Regions from separate parts of the Mus musculus genome. Here region 1 is linked to region 2. Evidence: chromatin contacts called from public promoter capture Hi-C data. All regions are on one chromosome and are shown on one strand. Each heading gives the region's core, a stretch centred on a gene start, on an enhancer-like site or on the middle of the called end of the contact. The rest is flanking DNA. Distances are from core to core; before and after follow the strand shown. Region 1 holds the start of Bach2os (BTB and CNC homology 2, opposite strand). Region 2 has its middle 73 kb from the start of n-TGccc3.

Region 1 (6,692 bases), core at 1,399-3,898, 270 kb after region 2:
CGGCTTTGAATGGCAGCATAGGAGTCGACTGTATTCATGATTAAAACAGTGTTTTCATGTTGTCTAGAACATGCTCAGTGTTTGGAATTCCTAATGTTATATGCCTGGAAGAGGAAACCATATGACAAAGAAAGATGTGCCTCACCTCGCTCACAAGGCAATTCCTTTCTATTGCCCGATTTTATTTCTCATAGCAAGCCCAGAAGCTGAGTGGAGCAATTATTATCTCTGACTCACAGACCCTCAAGAGGTCTGGAACAGAGAGAATGGATTTCCTGGGACCACAATGCTAATTCCTGTGGTCTTAGGAGTGAATCTCAGATACCCTGGGGATAACATGGCGCAGAAGCATCTTGGAGAGCCAGTACATTGCCATGGTCTCCAGGGTGCCCACTCAGCCTGGCCCTGTACGCCTGTGGCTTCAGCTCATGTCTGATGAGAACAAAATATCAAAGCAGGAAAGGTTCCACAGGCCGCTCTGCTCCTGGGACTCGTAGAAGAAACAGATTCTTGGTTTTGGCTTTTGCTTCCAAATCTACTTCTCTACCCTCCTCCTTCAGTAGTCTCTGCCCAGCAAACCAGAGGTAACGGGCAAGTGAAATGTGTGCCTAAAAGTTTGGTGGGATGAGATGGGCAGAGTGTCACTGTCACAATTCCATAAAAACTGTGCAGAGCAAACATTGTAGAGAAATGCACCAGGGCAGAATAAGCATTGCTTAAGAGCAGGAACTTTTCCTCTTTTGTCTCATCTTTGAATTCTTTATAGGAAATTAGCTTTTCAGTGATATCTTAATTGAAATGAGGGAAATGGTTTAGGCTACAGGATGTGGGCAGTCGTTAGGCAGCAGTGATCTCCCAGCCTCCCTGTCTAGGTTTTCTCTCTGGCCATGTAAGTGTGCCGAGAAGGCAGGTTAGGTCTCATGCAGAAGGTTCTCTGCCCTTTGCCATCTCTAGGTCAGGGGTCCCTGGCTACAAACTGCAGGAATTGATTTCACAGACTGCTAAAAAGCTGGGACTCCCACAAAGTCTAACCTTCCTCCGGGCATTGCTGGCGAGCAGTGTAGGTCCCATACTGAAAAATGACCTCTAATCCTGCACTTCCTGTGGGTTCCAGAGGCAGGGAGAGAGTCAGCACTTTGGCAAGACTGGTATGACCAACAGGAACATATTGTGCAAACCGCAGCAGTGGCCAATAGTACCCTCTTTCACATTTGGCCTGCTGACTCAGTGACTATTCCTCTGTCTCCAAGCCTTAACCAAAAACCAAAGCAGTCCACAACTAAAGAGATTCATCGCCTACAAATCTCCCAGGCCTGTCTACCGTGCAGCCTCCCTGCCCAGAGTCCACTGGCCATAACAGCAGGCTATTCGGACAGGTGGGGGCGAGAGTTAGCAGAATGTTTCATTGTGTCATATTGTCTACTCTGTGCTGTCTCTGGGGACCCAGAGAGTAAACACCTCTGATGAGAAGTACCGTCTGGAAGGATATGTTAGGCAGGAGCACTGACTCAAACAGCAAGCTGTACAAGCTTGTGTACGTTGTATTAATCTCCTGGAGGAAAGAGCAGAGGCGTGAGCTTTCTCGCAGCTGGTCGGCTTTCCAAGACGTTGTCACATTACCTAGTTTTCAGCCCTGTGTGGGGTACATGGATGCACACAAAAGCTTGTGAAAATATTCCTCTGGAAAGGCCCAGGGCTGCCCCTCATCTCCAGGAATGCCCGCCCGTTGCCTTGGAAACAGCCGAGGGCTGAGGTTGAGCCTCCGCATCCCTTGAGGAACAAGGCAGGTGCTCCCACCTGCTGGTCAGTGTAAGTTCCTCCTTGCTGTGTGGCTAGCAGATCTACAAACAGAACCCAGCACAAGAGTGAGGGCTCCCTTCCCCCTGAGAGAGAAGAAGATGTATGGCTGACTGTTTTCTTCTCCACTGACCGTCTTTAAAAACGAAGCCCGATTGCAACAATCCCTGATGAAATTCCATGTGTGGTTTGCTTTTGCTCCAAGGACTTTGACACTGCCATTGTTGATTTTCCCTTTCCCCCGCCAACCTTCCATCCTGTCTACCTGGTCTGTGTTTGCTGTCTAGATGGCTTTAAATACAGTAGCGCTCGGTGCGGAAGCCCTTTAGACTTTCCTTGTGATCTGCTCTGTGGCATGTTTTCTTTCTGCAAGTAAGCAAATACAGTCTGGAGCTGAAGTAAGATGGCTCTGCTGTCAGTGGAAATAGAAGTCCCCTGAGCCCCAAGGGTGCACAGCTTTTGTGATGCCCAGGTGCTATGTCTCCAACTGACGACCTGTGTGCTGCTGGGGCACCATCTAGGATCTGAGTGTCTGTTATCCAAAGCTTGGAAAATGGAGATAAACAGTGCACTGTATCATTGGAAGCCTAGGAGAAACAGCCCCACAGGCAAAGGCCTTTCCAACAGCCTGCAAAGGAGCCATTTGTCCTGCCTGCACTCACCACATGGGAGGCATAGTAAGTGCCACATGGAGTAAGTGCACAGCTAGGAAGTAACCCGACAGAATTTTCACCCGGCCCTAGGAAAGGCAAATGATTCTTTAGTGTGCTTACCTTTGTGCATGGTGATCAACTGGGCACAAATACCAGGACTGAGCCTCATGACTATCTGATGCAACCAACAGATAACTCCCAGATTCAGGGCAGACTAGCCATACCCTTGACCTCTTAAAGAACACAGACTCAACACTCCACCCTCTGAATCCTAACAGGAAGTTGCTTTCTTCACCAATAAACCCAGGCCCACATGCTTTCTCCAGTGACTCTTTTTCCTGAGAGATCTGTAAGATTCCTGGGCACGTCCTACACATGTCTAGCAAGCCTTTTGTGGGGACCCATCTGAATTGTGGAACAATACTGGAACAATAAAATGTGCTTTAGATTTTAATTTTTCATCATTGAATTTTTTGTAAATAACTTGTATAGATTACATTAGAAATATTTTATACACTGGGATAAATGACATGTTCTTAAAATGAAACTCACCTGGATTGTTTTGTTTTGTTTTGTTTTTACTTTATTTAATGTGGCCGCTTTCAATTTTTTGGTTTCTTGCAGGGGTGGGGGTGTTGGTTGAGTTTTTCTGAAACAAGCTCTCGGTATTTAACCTTGGCTAGGCTCAAACTCAGAGATCCACCTGCCTCTGCCTCTCAAGTGCTGGGATTAAAGGTGTAACACAACACACCTGACTGACATACACTTGTAAGTTTAGCCTCTCTGACTGGTGTTAGTATTAAAGGTTAGCCTAGCACATGACATTTAGGCTTACATTGCCATCTGCTGGCCAAGCCAAGAAATTGAATATGAGAAAAAAACCTAAGCAACCTGAGCTGGGTCTAATAGCCTGGGCTGGCCTGGAACTCCACAGGCCTCTGAGGGTGGCCTTAATCTTCCTGCCTCCACCTCCTCCCAAGTGCTAAGATTGCTGAGGTCATAACTGTGCAGGAGTTGCAGAAACAGATGTAACTGCAGAAGTTCCCAAACCATCAGCACCGCCTTAGCAAGGAAGGGCAGAGAGAAGCTGTTAAAAGTCACAGACCTGGGGCTGGAGAGATGGCTCAGTGGTTAAGAGCGCCAGCTGCTCTTCCGGAGGTCCTGAGTTCAATTCCCAGCACCCACACAGTGGTTCTCAACCATCTGTAATGGTATCTGAAGTCCTCTTCTGATGTGTCTAAAGACAGTGACAGTGTACTCAAATATATAAAATAAATAAATCATTTTTTAAAAATGTCACCGACCTGAACTCCAAACCCCATGGAGACTGACAAGGCCCTAGAGAGAGAGAGAGCCTGGGCTTGCTCTCAGCTTCTGCATCAGACACAAAGTCAATGTTTTCACACAAAACAATTAGGGTCTTCAGTAGCCCATGCTGGCCTTAAACTCAGTTTGTCAGTTTGTAGCTAAGGATGACCTTGAATTCCTAATTTCCATACCTTCACTTCTTGTGTTTATAGATGAGGACCACTCCCTGCATCAGGTCTCCATAGTTGCCGTTCTTACAAAATAATACATACTAAAATTAAACAACAGAGAAGACACCTCCAGAGTTGTGATATCCTCTCTTCATTGTTGTGGAGTTTTATTTATTTATTTCTATTTTATAGTTGTTTGTGTGTATGTCTGTCTGTACCACGTGTGTGTCTGGGGCCAACAGAGACCAGAAGAGGGTATTGGATTCCCTGAAACTGTAGCCACAGATGATTGTGAGCTGCCATGTATGTTCGTGTGTGTGTGTGTGTGTGTGTGTGTGTGTGTGTGCTGGAAATCAAACCTGGGTCCTCTGGAAGAATAGCAGGTGTTCTTAACTATCGAGCCATCTCTCCCACCCCTGCCATCCTCTCTTTTAAAAATATTTACCTTGACTTGTGAAGGACTTAAAAGTAGGAATCGTGCCTAAACCTTAATGGCTTACAGTAGCAGTGGTCATTCAACAGCTCTCACACGTTCTGTGTGTCAGGAACTGAGCTGGCCCTCATGAGCATTTCTGGCTCAGATCGGGTGTTGGCTGGGGTTACAGTCCTCTGCGGGTCTCAGTGGCTTCAAGAATTCACTTCTGGGCTGGCAAGGTGGTTCCTCGGGTAAAAGGGGCAGCCACTAAGCATGGAAACTGAGTGTCATTCCCAGGGCCTGTCTAGCTAGAGGAGTGAACTGAGTTCAGAATAATTAAATAAAACCTCATAAGCAATGAGCATGCTTCCATTCACAGAACTGGCAGGATAGTGCTGTGAGCTGGAGATGCCAGGTCTGCCCTACTGAGCAGCCAGTGAAACAGGACAAAGTACAAGTCTCAGTGCCCTTCAAGGCTTAACTTCGAGAACACATGACATCGTCCAGCAAGGTGTTTATCAGAAGGAAGGAATATGCATCGTGTCAGAGAAATAACAGAATTACCCTGTAAAAGAAAACGTAATTTTAAAAACCATATCCTGACAAAGTGCCTAGCATAACACTAACCTGAGAAGCGTACCTTGTTTTGCACGAGGACACTGAGGGTCAGAGGGGTGATGTCACCTCTCTCCTGTGTGAGAACTAAAGCCCAGCTCTGACTCCTCCTACCCAGGATGTCACCTTGGGTTCTGTGTGAGTAAAAAAGACTCTCACTGACTGGTGCATCTCTGCAGTGTCTTCAAGGTGTGCTGGGCTCAGTCTTCCTTCCCCATCTGTACATCGGTCTTTAGAAGATCACTTTGGCCATTTTGTTGAATTCCGGTTGTGTGTCTTGTAGCAGGGGCTTTGATAAACCATGGTCTTTCTTACAAAAGTTCTGCAACATTGGAAGAACTAACACAGTTTACAATATTTTTAATGCCATTTGCTTCAAAGGAACCTCAGGAAATGATAACATTATAATCTGTGTGTGTGTGTGTGTGTGTGTGTGTGTGTGTGTGTTGAGACAAGGTCTCACTATGTAGGCCAGACTGGCTCCCCACTTACTCTGTAGCCCATGCTATGCTCAGATGCATGGCAATCCTCCTGAGTGTTGGGATTAGAGCTATACACCACCAGGCTGGCCGACTTGTGTGTGTTTGTACTGTTTGGTTATACGAATATTTCATCTTACTTGTATTGGAAATAAGAGAAGTATTAATCACTACTTGCTTTCAGTACTTCCCATGACTTGCTCATCTTAAAAAGAGGTTTGGAGACTGGAGAGCTGGCTCAGCAGTTAAGAGCACTGGCTGCTCTTCCAGAGGTCCCAGGTTCAACTCCCAGCTCCTGCATGGTGACTCAACCAGTTCTATAATTCCAGTCACAAGGACTCCAGCACCATCTTCTGGCCTCCATGGGCACCACACAAACAAGGTGCACAGAGATGCATGCATGCAAAACACCCACACACATAAAATTAAAAATAAAATAGAAATACAAACAAGAAAATGATATTTGACTGGACAGATGGCTCTGCAGTTGACAGTGTATGCTGCTCCTGCAGAGGACCCAAGTTCAGTTCCCAGTGCCCTCAGTAGGCGTCTCACAACCCCCCTAACTCCAGCTCCAGGGCCTCGTACACCTTCTTGTGGTCTGCACTTATGTGCGTGCACATGTCAACATGCACACATAAACACACACAATATTAAATAAATTTATTTAAATTATTTTATTATTAAAATTTATTTATTGAAATTTTATTTTGCAGTTTCAGTGATGTTTCACTTGCCAAAAGTCTCACTGCAGCTGCTATAATCCTACTCTGCTGTTCTTGGTTTCAGGTTAAACTTCCTTTTCCTGTCGATCAGATCACAGACCTTCCCAGGAACGACTTCCAGATGATGATCAAAATGCACAAGCTAACCTCAGAACAGTTGGAGTTCATCCACGACATCCGGAGGCGGAGTAAGAACCGCATTGCAGCCCAGCGCTGTCGAAAGAGGAAGCTGGACTGTATTCAGAACTTGGAATGTGAAATACGGAAACTGGTGAGTTGGTGGGCAGGTACTCAGCAACCTCAAGTGACCAAGACTGATGTAAAGTTATATCAGTTACAGCTGGAGAGACAGAGGGACAGGCACCCTTCAGGAAAACTTGGGACTGTTCTCAACAGGCGTCATAAATGCGTCTGAAATGTATGTGGATGTACACACATCTCTCAGGTGTCATGTGGAATTGGCTCCTTTTTATCTTCCCATTTGTATATCATAATAGAGGGTGTGTAGTGTACGCATATACAAATCAAGT
Region 2 (6,761 bases), core at 2,683-5,182:
GTGTCATGTTGACAACTGGAATTAGCAAGCCCAGAAGTTACCACTGCTCAGGAACTTGCATAGCCGTGTTGTATAGATTCTAGCCTGATTCTACTCATAAATTGAGCCATCAGATTGCTTCTGTCACACTTATTCAGCAAGTGGATCACCTGCCCAGGCTTTGGAGCCCTGTGGGCTGCAGTCATCTGTGCAGGTTGGCAACCCAGAGACCGAACTCACTGTATGTCTCAAATGTTCCTTGTTTTAAGGAGTTTGAACAGTTGTTGGACTACACACTCAATTAATTACACAAGTTATTAAACTTTGCAATTAAATCTGACTTAATTTTTTAAGCATTTGGAGGAATTTGAGGCAGAATAGCAAATCATCAAATGAAAGACTGCAAAGCCTGGCAAAACCTGGCTAGCTTGCTTGTCACGTCTGCTCCTCTCCGGAATACGGGGCAGGCACTGCCCATAGTGTTTGACCTAGCAAAGCATTCAGTTTTCTTCCTGTCAAGTTGGATTCTGAGCCAGCAATAAGAGAGCAGAGAGCCGGGCCTTGTCTGAAAATTTCTCCACATTTTTATCATACGGTTCAGATAGTGAGTGATCAATCTCTGTGGTTGCCTGTATTGGGATTTTCTTAATTCAGCACAGCTGAATACAAACAGGAACTCAAATCCTGAATCATGTCAAGTCAGTTGGTGTGGACTCTGCTGCCTGAAAGACCCACTCCGAACCAAAGCAGAAGTCTGTTGAATACTTTATAGAAAAAAATTCTAAGTTACATTTAGCATCTTGTAGGCCTCTAAGACATTCCTCTCCTTTGCTATTCAGTCCCCGACATCATATTCGAGCCCCTCAGAAGTAATGCTTGTGGCCATGTGTTGTGTGTGCGCTGGTAGGTAGGTACAGGACGATCGTGAGTCCGAGGCCTGCAAGAGCTTCCTAGTGATGTTAAGGTCAGCATGGACCCCACACACTAGAGATCCTGTCTTGGAAACAACAGAAGGTTCAGCTGTCCCAAAGCTTTGCCGCCCCTAGTGCGTAGCACTGCCTCACCCATGAGCAATACTTAGCAAGGGTTTAGTCAATAGCTTTTACTCAACTGCAGAGACATATCTAGATTTTACCTTAAACATGCATTCAGTGACATTTCACTGAAAACATGCGTTATAACATTAAAACACGTATACACAGATACGCAGACACACAGAGAGACAACCTACCACTACCACCACCAACAACAACAAATAACCACATCCCTATTGGACATTTCCCTTTCTTTCATCTCTCTAAGTGACAAGTCTTTTTTCCCCCTGATTTATTTCTAGAAATATCCTTTGGTTGACTCTTTCAGGCCACCCTATTTTTCCTGTCCTGGCCCTAAGCTATAACCTTTTCCTCATTCTTGGCATTGACTGTGCAAGCAGCTTAAATCCATTTCCCAGACTCAGCCTCCCTCTCCTACACTTGGATCTTGTGCTATTGCTTATGAGAAAACATCTGTACATCCTTTGACCTATACTGTGTATAAAATCTGTATCTCTGCTGCCCAGCAGTCACCACTATCCACAGGTAGCCAAAGTCCTGGAATTAAGACTAGTGCACATTGGTAGATGCTATATGTGAACAGTCCATATTATTTCAAGAGCCAGTGTAAAATGTAAAATATCTCATTAATAATTTGTATATTAAGACAGAGCATATTAAAATAATATATGCATACTGTTGTACTATAATATATATTACTTATAATATATATTTTATATATATTTGGGCTAATCATCTGGGTTATTTCCTAAAGCTTTCTAAATTACAAGTTCTCTTTGGCATCATTCTCTAAAACCTGCAAAAACAGAATCTTAATGGCTCTGTTAGCTAATGCAGCGTATATTGTGATTACGAAAGTATGGATCCACAAAGGCAGTGGGCTTAAGAAGTTTGCATAGTTAGTGGCCTTCCTGGCACCCTTGTTAGACTGAATAAACAGAACTCCCTGACAGATCCTCTCCAGTCTACCATGTGGGACAATCTGACATTCTGGTGAGTCACTTTCTAATGATAGTCTTTCTTTCGTTTTTTCGTATGTAAGAAACCAGCGTTTTAAATAAGATGTGGCAAATATTAATCCCTAATTAATGATCTCTTAATGCAGCAAAATGAATTGCAATTTCTACAGAAACAAGGAGACAATTTTTATGTATATCAGATACCCCAATATGCAGTTAAAAGAGTATAGAGTGCTTCAAATCCTGTGAAGGCGAAGCTCTAGGAAAATCCTATCAGTTCCAACAGCATGTACCATTTCTGCATGCTGTTAAAGTGCAGGCCTGGGGAAGCAGCTATGTTGGCAGAGTACTTATCTAGCATGAACAAAGCCCTAGGTTTGATCCGCAGCACCACATCACCCAGCATAACACACATAACACATTTGTAATCCCGGCATCAGGGGTTCAGGCAAGAGGAGGGAGATTATTTTTGCTGTGTGCTTTCACCCCTGGAAAATGCAGAAGGAAGAAGGCATTCTTCGGTCAGTCATCAGTTGCCTGAAAATGGCTGCGAGCTCCTGTTCCAGAGTGCCTGCCTCATCTGTCTCCCTGTTTCGTGTCTTGAAGTGGAAAGAACCATCAGAAAATTAAACAATAGCAGTCGAATACCTAGGAGCAGGAGGGATTGATTCCTGAAGTGAGTCAGGGGTGTGTCATCCTGTGTGACACTGACACCAAGCTAATTGAATGTTGAGACAAACATGCGTTTGCCTGTGTGTGTGTGTGTGTGTGTGCGAGCGAGTGCGCACTCACACATGTGTGAGTTAAAGCCTTCCTGTCAGTATGTGAAGTGACTGTGAAGGGCACCACAGCAAACTCTGGTTCTATCAAGAATGTACCTATTTTTAACATGCTGGATCAAGTGTCTGCAGTCATAGGGGATGAGGAAGGAGTAGAGAATGTGTGTGTGTGGGGGGGGGGAGACTGACTTGAGGAGATTCTGTAAAGGACCCTCTGGCGTGTTTACAGTTCAGCTGTGCATTCTTAATGGCTCCACTGCTGCCAGGTCAGGTAACATTTTCTTTGCATGTGATGAATGGCAGAGAATTCTCTTGCAAGGGAACCAAGGAGCTGGGAGGGGGGAAAGGGGAGGACAGGGATAAGAAACACACAGCTCCAGAGGGGTACAGCCCTTGCTTTGCAGTTGCCTGTGTGGATAGAAACCAGATGGCATGCTGGAACACCCGCTTGGCTATCTGAGGAGCCAAACATATGGCTAATGGTGGGGAGAGCGAGCCTCAGAGCCAGAGCTTTGCTGATGTTTCATATTACAGATTGTTACAGTGTGTCATTACATGGCAAACCTAAGTGCTTAATACCCACTGCAGGCGCTGGCCATACACTTACAAGAAGGACTGTTAACTCTTTGCTGGCTCTGAATGGAGGAGTGACATCATCGGGAGACTGAAAATGTCTGGTGTGGAGGAGAATTTTGTAGTGGAAACAATATTGTTTTAAAACGTGAGAAGCCATCACTCCACTGAATTCAGCTGTGCTCTGAGAACCTTTTTGTACGAGACTTTATTTCCCCTTCTCTTCCTATTTCTCTTTCTTTCTAACACACACACACACACACACACACACACACACACACACACACACACACACACTGAGGTTGGGGGGGGTGCTAAAATCAAAATCCAGGCTGCGACACCACTCTGGTGGGTCAGACAGCATGATCACCTGGAAGCCACATAGCTGCACTCAGAGGTCGCACATTTGAAGTTTCTGTTTGGGAAGCTCTGGGCAACAGCAGGTCTGTGTTATCTGAGGAGCTGCTGAGCCCATTCATCTGCTTTTCACAGCCCGCTTCCTTTTATTTTTAGCCAGATCCGTCAGGCCTGACAGGCGGGTAATTCGAGCCAGAGGAAGGGCAGCGCTCCAAGTCCTTTCCACAAAGCAATTCTTCTCCTCCCTCCTGGGAGGGCTCCAGACTTGGCCTGCTTCGGGCAGATGGATTTGTTGAGTCATGTGAGAGAGAGCATTTACACAAAAACACAGTGAGGCAGTGGAAATGAGACAGAAAGAAGGAAGGAGAGAAAAAAAGAAAGAAAGAAAGAAAGAGAGAGAGAGAGAGAGAGAGAGAGAGAGAAAGAAAGAAAGAAAGAAAGAAAGATAGATAGATAGATAGATAGATAGATAGATAGATAGATAGATAGATAGATAGATAGATAGAGTAGAGCAGCCAAAGCAGAAAGGAGGGTGAGTGAGCCAGGGAAGCTTGTGGCCTGCAGCGTGCAGCCTAGTGCAGGAATTCTGCAGCAGTCAGTGCCCGAGGAATGCCATAGAGGCTCTTGTATATAAGGTAATGTCTAGTTTACTGCATGGGTGGAACCCGGCTAGACGCTTCCTCTTTTTAGCAGAGGAAAGCAGTACTGGGAAACTTATATGTATGTATATATATATTTTTTACAAGCAGCACTCAGTAACAAAGACCACACTGTGACAGTGTTGGTTCCAGTAGCGGTAACTGACCAATGGGCTGCTTTAGAGAAAAAAATGAGTTTGCTTTGTGATGTAATACAAGTTTGCTTTGTCTGGACGCCAGCAAGACTGAGGACACAGAGGAGGGGGAAGAGGAAAATTGGACCAGGACTTTTGGTTAATGGTTTCCAGAGATCATTGAGAGAAGTTGAGTGGAGGGGGGAAAGTGGATAATGTGGAGAGTTGCTGTGAGGTATACCGTAATTACGGTAGGTAAAACAGAGCTTTTCCTATGGCTTCCGTGCTCAAGCTGATGTGAACGGTTTTGAAACGCTGAGGAAGGCATTGTTTCCCCCCACCCTGCCAGCACCCCCACCATGGCACTAGTTTCTCCTTTAGCATTTGGACAGTGAGAAGAACCAGATTCTACATTATGGGAAGCAGCATTAACTTCATGGATCGGTTTTGCTTACTCTTGGTACCACAGGCCTTTAAAACAGTCCGTGGAAACGGTCCCCGCTGCTCATTCATAAAGTTTGAATTAGTTTATATACAATAGTGCAGGAATTCTCCCGGTTTTGCAGAATGAAAGTCTGCCTAAGAGAAAAACGACCAAGTTATCTAAGTGTGCGATCCGTCCAATGGAAGAAAGCACACAGTGCAGAGATCAGGAAATACATGGACACTGAAATGGAAATGGAGAGACGAGGGAGTGACTTCATAGACAGCATCCCCGCAACCTTGCATTTATTCTGAACTCCACTAGTGCAGCCTTCCCCGCCCCCTTCTCAGCCTCCCTAGAATGTAGGTCAACTTCACCATGGCTCCTCATATTTTGTTAGCATTTTAAAAGTTGGAACATTTTGCCGATGTTTTGAGACGGAAATGTATTTAAGTTGCCTGGGTGGTTTCAGTAATTCTGGAACGGAGCTCTCACATTCCTGCTGTTGCTAGTCACCAGTGAACTGGAGTAGTCAGCATGCAGAAACAGCTTCAACTAGAACAAGCACAGCGCTCACAGTGTTGCTGATCAGACGCTCTGACGCTCACACCCCTCCACGTCCCTTCACGCTGCTCCGGTGATTCCGCTGCGCTCTTACAGGGCCGCTTTGAGTTATTATGCTTGAAGGAAGAATGAGGACATTTTTGTGGCTGTTGTGCATTTTAGGAATCCCAGACTACACAGCAGCGACATTATCATTATTTTGAAGTGGCTTTGTTTTAACCCTACTTTATAACATCGAGTCTTCCCTCTCCAGCAGGGCATCTCTTACCGCGTGGCTGATAGTTTGGACCAGGTAATAATTATGGAGAATGCACTATAGCTGAGACCTCACATCTTGAACCCCAAGCATGAAGTAGTGAGAGCAAACTGGAGGTAAAGGAGGCCTTTTCATTTCAAAGCCTGCCCCAGTGATGTACTTCCTCCAACAAGGCTGCACCGCCAGACCCTGGGGTCATTTTTTGTTCAAACCACAGCACGCGCTGGATCTGTGCTTTACCACTGAGCTTGTAGTTTATAGGTAAACTCAGCATTTGAAATGGAAATATTAGGTATATAAAGTTTCCTACATAGCAAACAAATGATTTTAGGGAGAATTCTGTCTGTCTGTCTCTGTCTCTCTCTTACACACACACACACACACACACACACACACACACACACACACACACACGCACGCACGCACGCACGCACGCACGCATGTGGATTGGGGAGGGAAAGGAGGAGAGGGAGACAGAGAGAGAGAGAAACTGAGACCTGGATTTTGTTCTTGAAGAACAGCCCCTTTCTTGTACTCTGGTCTCAGCAGGTAAAATCCCTCCAGGCTATATCATAGGTCTTTCCCCAGAGTTACACCAGAGGAAGTGGCCCTGCTATCAGAGCCCTGGAATGTTGATATCAGCAGCAAGGAAATGTCTCATTTTCACAGCACCCAGAGCTGGAGCCTTAAGCTCACCCACTCTGTATCCCATCCCAGAAAGAGAAAGGCCGATAGGGTAGGCTTTCTTCTTAGGAGCAGAGCCGACTTCCTTCCCATGCTGGTGACTGCAGTCTCCTTGAGAAGGAATGTGTGCCTTTCCACAGGAGAGGCAGGCATACATTTCCTGTTTATTTTGTGAGGACTGGTGTCAACTGCTATAATGAGATCAGAGGAGCCCCTGAGGGACGTGGCCTGGCTGTGTCTGTGCCAGTCCCCTGAGCTGAGCTGTTGTTGGAGAAAGCAGGCAGCCCTACAGTTCCTGCTGGTGACATAGTATGTGACTGTGCCCTTGCTGTTTCTTGTCCCACCAGTGTCAGCATTCC

What was found. Promoter capture Hi-C pulls out the DNA fragments that hold promoters and counts their contacts.
Region 1: a promoter capture Hi-C map of liver shows a contact between it and region 2, with 10 times the contacts expected there. The contact joins the promoter of Bach2os here to the enhancer-like site in region 2. A contact is called at or near these places in 12 of 39 promoter capture datasets (the 3T3-L1 cell line, 3T3-L1-derived adipocytes, the C10 cell line and 7 more), 13 of 484 Hi-C or Micro-C datasets (3T3-L1-derived adipocytes, the C2C12 cell line, CD4 T cells and 7 more), 14 of 115 datasets of contacts at active chromatin or transcription factors (CD8 T cells, the NIH/3T3 cell line, Th17 cells and 10 more) and 4 of 9 other capture datasets (adipose tissue, embryonic stem cells, liver and 1 more).

The regions. Positions count from the first base shown.
Region 1 is chr4:32,569,014-32,575,705 of GRCm38.p6, forward strand. It overlaps Bach2os (BTB and CNC homology 2, opposite strand), which reads right to left and starts at 2,649. Exons shown (of 5, transcript NR_026843.1): 1 at 2,571-2,649. Bach2 (BTB and CNC homology, basic leucine zipper transcription factor 2) reads left to right here. Exons shown (of 5, transcript NM_001109661.1): 4 at 6,227-6,433.
Region 2 is chr4:32,300,004-32,306,764 of GRCm38.p6, forward strand. It overlaps a transcript of Bach2 not described here. Among named protein-coding and RNA genes, the nearest start is that of n-TGccc3, 73 kb to the left of the region's middle. RefSeq lists an enhancer at 1,900-5,407. Within about 2 kb of position 3,933, at least 247 of the 459 cell types and tissues checked have an H3K27ac peak or open chromatin away from gene starts, as enhancers often do. A contact at or near this core is called in the C2C12 cell line, the NIH/3T3 cell line, VIP interneurons and 14 more, where this site is marked.